2 separate regions of the Pan troglodytes genome follow, and region 2 is linked to region 1. The links are chromatin contacts, called in public capture Hi-C maps. All regions are on one chromosome and are shown on one strand. The core of a region is the stretch at or near the end of the contact, and the rest is flanking DNA. Distances in the headings are between cores, read along the strand shown.

Region 1 (4,909 bases), core at 1,799-4,298:
CTCTGTGCCTCAACTTCCTATCAGTGAAACGGAGATAACATTACCTACCCCACAGGGGGGTTACTGTAAAGCATAAATAAATACAGATTTAAAAGCTGTAGTAATAATAATGGAAACTTTTCAAAATCACTTATTAGCTACCATTTTATGTGTTTTAAAGAAATGTGTTTTGCTTAAAAGAAATTATAAAGAAAAATGCTGACATATTTGATTATACAAAAAATGTAAGACTTTTGCATATAAATGATTCCACAAACAAAATTAAAAGGCAAATGAGAAACTGGGAAAAATAACTGAAACAAATATGAGACAAAAGGTTAATAGCCTTACTGTATAAGCCAATACAAAAACACACATTAACATTCCAATAGAAACGCGAAGAACAGAAAACTAAACAAACATTCACAAAAGACAAAATACAACATACAGAAAAATTTTTCCAAAAGAAAGGTTGAAGGATGTGAGGAAATATCTTAAGTATAATGTTACATGAAAAAAAAAGCTACAGATGGCATGATACCAATTTTGTTAATAAACAAATACACTGAAAAAATCTGGAAATAAATATACTACAGTATTAAAGGTATCTCTGGATAGACAATTATGACTAAGTGATTTTTATTTTCTTCTTTATATTTTTCTGCCTTTTGGAATGGAGAATTTGACCAAATTTACAATGAGGAACATTCTTTTTTTTTTTTTTTGACGGAGTCCTGCTCTGTTGCCCAGGCTAGAGTGCAATGGCGTGATCTTGGCTCACTGCAACCTCCGCCGCCCAGGTTCAAGTGATTCTCCTGCCTTAGCCTCCTGAGTAGCTGAGATTACAGGCACACACCACCATGCCTGGCTAATTTTTTTGTACTTTTATTAGAGTCAGGGTTTCGCCATGTTGGCCAGGCTGGTCTCGAACTCCTGACCTCAGGTGATCTGCCTGCCTTGGCCTCCCAAAGTGCTAGGATTACAGGAGTGAGTCACCACACCTGGCTACATTCCTTTTTTAAGAAAAAAAGAACATATAACATTGCTTGAAATAGTGAAACATTGCTTGAAATAGTGAAAAATTAGATGCCACCTAAATATCCATCAATAACAAATGGGTTTGTATGTATATATTCAGTATGACTTAATAGGCAGCTGTTAAAAAAGAATAAAGTGTATTTTTTCCTGCAATGTTGTTATACAAAAAGAAACAAGTTGCAAAACAGTTTATATAAGTGTGACCCTATTAAAATACCATGTATGTTTCTCCATTGTTTGGCAAAAGACATGTGTGTGCACATACATGTGTGTATGAGTGATGGACGGAAGGGTGGTGAAGAAGTAGGGAATAAAGTAAGGCTTGGAGGAGTGTACTGAATCTCCAGAATATAAGCTAGGACCATATTTAAATGTCAATTCAAAAATACACATCCCAGCTAGATTTACATAATTTTAGATGGCTCTTATTTCTCCCTCTTCCATTCATATAATTTCTGAAGAAGTTGGGATAAATAATAGGGAAGACCCACATTTGAGTCTCTATACAGAGAATATTTCCAAGAAAATCAGAACGTAATCATTCTCTAAAGCTCAAATTTCCACAGCTAAAATGTAATTTTAAACTTCACCACCTTGTTTTCAAAATTTAGCTGCCTGGTTATAGGTATACTCAACTCCTGCAGGCTGTAGGATTAAAAGAGGAATGAAGGATCTTGCTCTTTTGTACAAGTTGCAAAAGACCCTTTAGAAATAAGGGACTCAAAAAGAAAGGCTAGTGAAAGACATTCCTCTTAAATCTCAATTAAAACTAGTTCCTTCCTGCACCTTACAAATTATGAAGGCTTCCCCAAATGGCAGACAGGTCAATCTTGATGTGCATGACTGAGATAACATGGCTGAGTGATAACTTTGTTCAGTCATAACGGACACTGGTGTTTTTTTCCTGTAGCATTACAAAATGGAGAATTTTTACATAACTGTATTAGCATGTCATCTTTAAACAACACTATTCTGTCTCACCAAGAAACAAATGGTATTTCATACTTTGACAAGGGCTGAGCTGGAAAAGCACAGCACTAAAAGTTGGAAAAAGTTCAGTAGAGAAATGAGCAAAGATGTTGGACCCAGCCGAGCAAAGATAATGGACCCAGCAGACATGGAGGCAACTGAAATTAATCTGCACACCTAGAGGAACAGATGTGACACCTGCAGGATGCTTCAGACTAAAGCTCATCATGGGAAAGTCTCTTTTCTTAAAATTATTTCCTTTATTTTGTCTTCCCCAACATTGGAGTCAAAAGGACAACTCCTCCACATTCCTTCAAAAGCTTTAACAGGTTTCAAGTTGTTTACCAGCATTTAAAATAGAAAAAGGACTGGGACCTCTTTCCTTGTATAGCTACACTCTCCTCTAAAAAAAACACACGCTTGGCTCTTTTCACCTCCTGCTTTTAAGAAGGAATTTTAATGGGCCGGGGCTCATCGAGGTGCATAAACTCAGGAGGGAGGAGCACAATGGTAAATTATACCTTGCAAAGAGTCAGAGCCCACTTACTGCTGCCAGTGATGTTAAGTCCATAAGCAAAATCTTTTTTTTTTTTTAATTCCTCCTTGAAAGGTGCAACAGAAGAAGATGAATCACTTCTTTTTTTCCCCTGGATCTGTCATACAAGAATCAAGGACTTGTCAATGACTCCAAACAGCAGGGCCTTGACAACTAGTCAAAGACAAAGTTGTTTTGTCCAGCATCTCTCCTTTCTCTGGAAGCATTTTCCTCCCAATTAATATAAGTTATGAGGCTGCACTGAAGAGCTCAATAAACTGACACTGAAGGACATAAGTTGGCTTTTTTACACTGAAAACCATGGTAAACTGATATATACAGCTTGTGTCCATGAAGGTGGAGGTGCCAGAACTTCTGGTAACCTCTGGCTGCATCACTGCTGCTGCACTGGGGCAGTCTTGCATTTTCTGATATTCTCTCCCTTCCTGGGAATGTTCCATAACCCTCAGCTCTACTCTCCTTTTTTCTTCTGTTAGACCCCAGACCCTCAGGTATCTGGTTTAAGCAGTCATTGAGATGTAGGTATGAGGCCCTCAGTGAATTAATGCCGGTTGTCCTGGGGCTGTGAGCAGGCCAGGGCAACACCCATAGGCCTGTTCCCAGGGGATTTAGGGGAAGATTTTACCTATTTTGGATGTGCTTCTTTTTCTCCTTAAAACAATAATAGCACTACCATTGTGTTGTTCATTTTGGAAACACAAATCCAAAGAATTCTATAATATTTGAAAACATCTACTTAAAGGAATTGATGAAATTGTGATTGTTTCCCTTAAAAGTAAACTGTATAGCTTGATATCTCAGGCATTATAGTAAGAAAATTAAGCTTCTTGACTCAGAAACAAATATAGAAACAAGCCATGACTCATTTTTACCATCATTCTATTCCAGAAACTTAAAAGCATAGCCTGCATAGTGAAGATCCACATAAAAATGCAGGCACATTTGCTGCAGTGCTAAGAGCAGAAGATATCAATTAATTAGAGAAGTGTGAAAATAAAGACAGGACAAATGAGGGGGGCTGGTAGGGAGACAGGAAGAAGGAGTGACAAACAACAGCAAAAATATCTTAAATAAATAATTCAGAATGGATGCTAAATACAAAAGTGGGAGCCAAGCCAGACTAAAGTTCAGATGCATCTAGGGTTACTTTGTGCAACACATTTATTCACTAAAGCGCCAAAGCAGCTATTAGAGGAAACAATAAAGAGGCCCTCTCCCCTGGAAATTTGAGTCCTGCTTTGGAATTTTTATGACATTTCTTCCTTAACAAACAAGAAGGTCTCACCACCTTCCCCTGGCTTCAAAGCCTCACTATGGCGGTGGCCTGAGATTAATATCCTTGGTCTGATTTATATATGTTGTTTGAGGTATTTTCAAAAGTCATGTAGTTTATGAAAGAATTGCAGCTCTAGCAGGCACACAAATAAACAAGACCCCCATATCTCTAATCCTACAGGATTGCCCTGATTACCATGACTCACTTGGTCATTTCAACAATGCCCTTTCATGTCACCAGGGCTGTGTGTGCAAAATTAGGACACTACCTGGACCTCCAGCTAAACACTAAAAAATACTCTAGGATTCCCAGTCGGAAAGTGGTGAGGGTGTGATGTAAGTATGTGTGTAAAACTATAGTCCAGTTAGTTTTTGTTTTATATAACAAGTGGGTTCCTGAAAAGTCAAGATTTAAGTACTTTTTTTTGTAGATTAAAACATTTACAATTCACATCAGAAGCTCACTATTTAATGTAATCCGATTGTGGTTCCAGTTACAAAGAATGCTTTTGTAATTAAAATACAATCCTTTTGTTTGATCGATTTTATACATTCAGACTTGGTTTTACAGGAGTTTCTTAATGTAGGGTATACTTAGAGTATTATTACTAGTTGGTAAGTATTGTTTTGTTTTAATGCTATTCTTTTCTTTTTCAGCAAAAATCCAAAGAAGTATTTCCACAGCCCAAGTTCATACTCTTCACAACATGAAAGACAGAACTTGCTCTGCTTTATTTAGCTTAGTGTGTCCTGTGGCATGTGAGGCATCCAGGGTAGCAGACACCAGCAAATTGCTAGGAAGAAACTGAGAGGCAATGCCCCACCGACTGCACGGCAGTATTTCCAAACCGGTGACAGAGCTGAACCAGGATCAGACTGCTCTTTAAAAACACCTGTTCTGTAAACCTGAGTTAGTGAGGGCAGCATCTTCCAACTGACTCAGCCCAGCCACTGCTGCCCCTCTGCCAGAGGGCCTGGTGCCATTCGGGCAAGGACTCAGGTGCCTTACCCCCAGACCCTTCATGACCCACTGGCACACAAAGGCGAGGGTGCCAGCACCAATGGGCACATCCATCCCAATCTGCCATTTCA
Region 2 (4,225 bases), core at 997-3,496, 380 kb before region 1:
CTGCCCTATCTAATACAATAGCCACTAGCCCAGGGGCAACTGAGCATTTGAAATGTGGCTAGTCAGAATCAATATATACTCTGGATATTGAAGACTAAGTACAAAGAAGTGAAGGTGAAATACCTCGCAAATAATTTTTATATTGGTAACAAGTTAAAATATTTTGGGGTTTAATAAAATGTAGTATATATTAGTTATATTAAATAACTATGATATAAATTAGATTTCAAATAAAATATATCCTTAAAATTAATTTCATCTGTTTATTTTTACAGATGTGTGGCTATCAGAAAATTTAAAATGACACGTGTAGCTTGCATTTGTGGCTTGCATTACATTTCTATTGAAAATCGCTGAGTTAGCATCATATCTCTGGTTTTTAAACATAGTTTAAAGCAGTTCCATTTGGCTCACTAGAAATTTTACACAGAGCACCCTCCACTATATAAAGCAGGTAAAAGTGGAGTTGCCCAGGTTGAAGGGGGTGGATATTTGCGGGAAAAGGAAGTTGGGGGTGCATGGCATGGGGCTGAGGAGCCCCATCCATTAGCAGGAGACTGTTAGGCTCATCTATTATTGGATCGGATCACCCATTCATTTGAAATTGAGGGGGGGATACTCAGAGGCCCCCATTCAATCACCCTAAGTGGAATCTGATCATTATCTTGGGATAAACATTCCAAATGGAAGGTGAGTGCTGGAAGATAAGGAAGATAAGGAAACCATATGGCCCTGTCACCGGAGGCTCCCAGAGTCTTATTTTTGAAAGGATTAATGCATCCAAAGGGGGATCATCATAGTTCCATTTCTTGAGGCAGGCCCCAGAGCCTCGTTTACGGATGTGAACTGTCCCAGTCAGAAAGGACTAGGATTCAGGATGCATTCCTCTACCCTCTACCTTTTCCTCCTCCCTCATACTCTGTCCATCTCCCTTCACACCAAAGCCCCCCAAGCTGGTGTAAATGAATCCCCAATCTCTAAACTGTACTCAGCATCCCAGGCCTACGGAGTTGGGGTCCTGGATCTCCTTCTCCCTTGACCTAGCACCATTTCCAGAGGCTCCACCTCCGTCTCACCCCCACCCCATTACTGGCTGACTAGTGGTGGCCGCCAAGGTGGTATACGGGGGAGAGGCATTTTCCAGGCAGGGGTGGGAGGGTTTCGGTGGCTCTGTAGGGACTGTGGAGCCAGTGGCAGGCTGAGAATCCCAGCCACTGGGGGAGGGCAGGTAATATGAGCCCTGGAGAAAGGGATCTGGGGCTAAGGGGAGTGGGAGGCAAAGGCGACGGGCTTTTGAGCACGTTCTCTCCTCCCCACATCACAAGGCACTTCATCCTTCATTCCTCTGGCATTGCCGTTCTTGCACAGCTCTTCTCTGACCCACAACTGGAGACTGTTGAAGGCATTCGGTTTAGGTACAAAAATGGATGCTCCAAGCAGAGGAGGTGACTTTGGGATGGTGTACTAGTAATCATTGATAACAGTAATAATACAAAGAATAACCAGTATGTATTGAGGGCTCATTCTGTGCCAGTGCTTACCTTGATTACCTTGTTGAATCCTCAGTAACTCTACGAGGTAGGTGCCATTTTACCCAGGAGGAAACTGAGGCTCAGAGAGGCTAAGTAACTCGCCCAAGTTTGCACAGTTAGGAAGAGCTGATGGCAGGAGTCCAACTCAAGAGGCTGTACCTTGGAGCCCAGATTCTTGATGCAGACAGGAGGCCAGAACTTGCTTATTCCTGTCAAACTTCAGCAGTCTTGGTCAGTGACAAGCAACTGGAAGACAGTTGCCAAACTCTCTCTGTGCACATTTTGGATGGGCCCAAGGTAACTTGGGCAGTTGCTTCTGGCTACCACCCAAGTGAGCCTGAGCTGTGGTCTCATACCTCACTTGCTGGAACAATCCAAGCCCACTGTTGTCCAAACAGCCCTGGCCAAAAAGAGGCCACTCCCTTACCTCTGTCCTCCAGGACGGTCACATCTTAGGGCGAGGTAGGAACAACAATGGGTGTGTGTGGGTGGGGGTAGCCCCACGAGCTCCAGCCCACAGGCTTCCCTGCTTCAGGATCGCCCTGGCTGGTGGCCTGGGTTTCGGGCTTTTCTGTGCTCTGAGCACATCTAAACATTTGGAGAAAAACAAGAAAGCGAACAATAGACTCTTGTGGGCTGGAGAACAGAGCTAACTTCCCCCAGGGACTAGAGCACTGTTCATAAACTGCCCCAGCTGCACTCTCACGGTCAGGATGTCACTGGAGCCTTGCTGAATTACAGCCTTGTCCTCTCCAGGGGCGGGCTGCGGACTCCTGTTATACATCGTGGGGGGAATGCGAATGCAGTGGGGGAGCCAGCCGTTTGGGGGAAGGCGTATTCTCCTGCTTGAATTTTAAGGAATCACATAAAAAATATGCATCCGAGCCTTGGCGTTGTAGCTCTGCCAAGTCATCCCCTGACAGACATGTCCCGATCACAGCTGTTTGCCTCACAGGAAAAGAATCAGGTTTCTGTCAAGTGGACTCTGGGCACAGCCCCAGAGAGTTTCATGGGGTCCCAAGGACCTGGAGAGTCTATGGAACTAACTTGTGTGGAGAGCAGTTTAGCCTGGAGGCAATGGCATTGGTGTCCTCAAAAAGAGGCCCAGGGCTGGGTGTGGTGGCTCATGCCTATAATCCCAGCACTTCAGCACTTTGGGAGGCCAAGACAGGAGGATCACTTGAGCCCATGTGTTCAAGACCAGCCTGGGCAAGATGGTGAGAACCCCTCTCTCCAAAAAAAAAAAAAAAAAAAAAGAAAAAGAAAAAGAAAAAGAAAAAAAAAAAGAAAAGAAAAAATTAGCTGGGCATGGTGGTGTGTGCTTACAGTACCAGCTACTCAGGAGGCTGGGGTGGGAGGATCACTTGAGCCTGGGTGGTCAAGGCTGCAGTGAGCTGTGATCGTACCACTGCACTCCAGCCTGGGCAACAGAGCAAGGCCCTGACTGTAAAACATAAAGACCCACTGGTCATTGCGCTGAGAAGGGTGGGCATGGTGGGCCAACGGTGGGTTTCTTGGAGCTGGCTCCCCTCAGGCTTTTTGGACAGTTGCTTCCCATCGTCACAGCCAAGGGCAGCAGGGGCATGGTGTGTTAGGTCAAGAATAAGTTGGTGAGTGGACGGGTGCAAAACAGAGCTCAGACACCCTCCTCATTCACAGCTGGCCTGGCGGGGCCAACCAGGCCCCATAAGGCTAAATCCCTCGATCCGGAGCTCCCGGCCTCCATCCCCAGGACCCTAGACAACTTGTGAGGGATGTCCCCGTCTGGATGGCATCCCTGGAAAAGGCTGCAGTGTTTCTAAAGAGGCTGTTCAGACATCACATCACAGTCCCAGACGGCCGAGCGGCTCCTGTGCTCACTTGGCCGCTCTCCCTGAGAAACACTTTGGATCAGAGAGTGCTTCTAGGTTGTTTTTGCCTGAAGAAGTGGTAAGAATTCAGCGAGCACCCCACAGCTGAAGGAAAAGTCAGTGGCTTTACTTACTGAAAGTAGCAGTAAAGAACCTCCCGGAGGATGTGAAGCTCCAGACACTAGATGGGCAAGAAGGCTCCAGATGAGGGGGCCTCGGAGGCAAAGAAAGCGGAATTTAGAAACAAATGGTTTGGCTTCTGGAGAAGAAAGAAAGAGTTTCTTGGTGTCTAAGAGGTTTAAAATGGCTGTGCTAGGTCATGCCTGGCGCATGATGCAAAGGCAAAGGTCAACAGTGTTTTGCTGAAGAGGTCTTCCTGAGAACGCAGCATTCCTTCCTGGCCTGCTTCACTTAGCAAACCCTCACTGAGGGCTCCTGGGATGCAGAGGATCGAAAGATGAACAAGAAATCTCACCTTCAAACTCTCCCAGGCCAGCCAGTGATGGTTATACAGTGTGGACAGAGCAAGAATATGAGGTGGATGGCCAGCACGCAGCGCACACACAGACACTGGAGCCTGGGTAGGCAGGAGCCTGAGCGGCGTCTTCAAGGGTGAGCCAGAGCTGGCCAGGCAGCCAAGGAGGTAGGACAGACACTCCCAGCAGAGGGAACAGACCGTGCAAAGGCTGCCAGTGACAGCATGGCCCCCAGGGAGAGCTGGGACAGTGGTAAAGGGACGAGTGCCCAAAGAGGAAAAGGTGCACCTTATACTCTTTGCTTTTAACTCCCTAAATTTTCTATATGCCGGGCACATGGGAGATTCAAAACCTTGTGGCATGAGGG

Evidence for each region. Capture Hi-C pulls out chosen DNA fragments and counts their contacts.
Region 2: a capture Hi-C map of stem cell-derived neural stem cells shows a contact between it and region 1, with 4 times the contacts expected there. The contact joins two enhancer-like sites. A contact is called at or near these places in 1 of 7 Hi-C or Micro-C datasets (stem cell-derived neural progenitor cells) and 1 of 1 other capture datasets (stem cell-derived neural stem cells).

What each region holds. Positions count from the first base shown.
Region 1 is chr15:66,233,035-66,237,943 of NHGRI_mPanTro3-v2.0_pri, reverse strand. All of the region lies in intron 7 of RAD51B (RAD51 paralog B), which reads right to left. Among named protein-coding and RNA genes, the nearest start is that of RAD51B, 440 kb to the right of the region's middle. Within about 2 kb of position 3,048, at least 8 of the 24 cell types and tissues checked have an H3K27ac peak or open chromatin away from gene starts, as enhancers often do. A contact at or near this core is called in stem cell-derived neural progenitor cells and stem cell-derived neural stem cells, where this site is marked.
Region 2 is chr15:66,613,037-66,617,261 of NHGRI_mPanTro3-v2.0_pri, reverse strand. All of the region lies in intron 10 of RAD51B (RAD51 paralog B), which reads right to left. Among named protein-coding and RNA genes, the nearest start is that of ZFP36L1, 160 kb to the left of the region's middle. Within about 2 kb of position 2,246, at least 9 of the 24 cell types and tissues checked have an H3K27ac peak or open chromatin away from gene starts, as enhancers often do. A contact at or near this core is called in stem cell-derived neural progenitor cells and stem cell-derived neural stem cells, where this site is marked.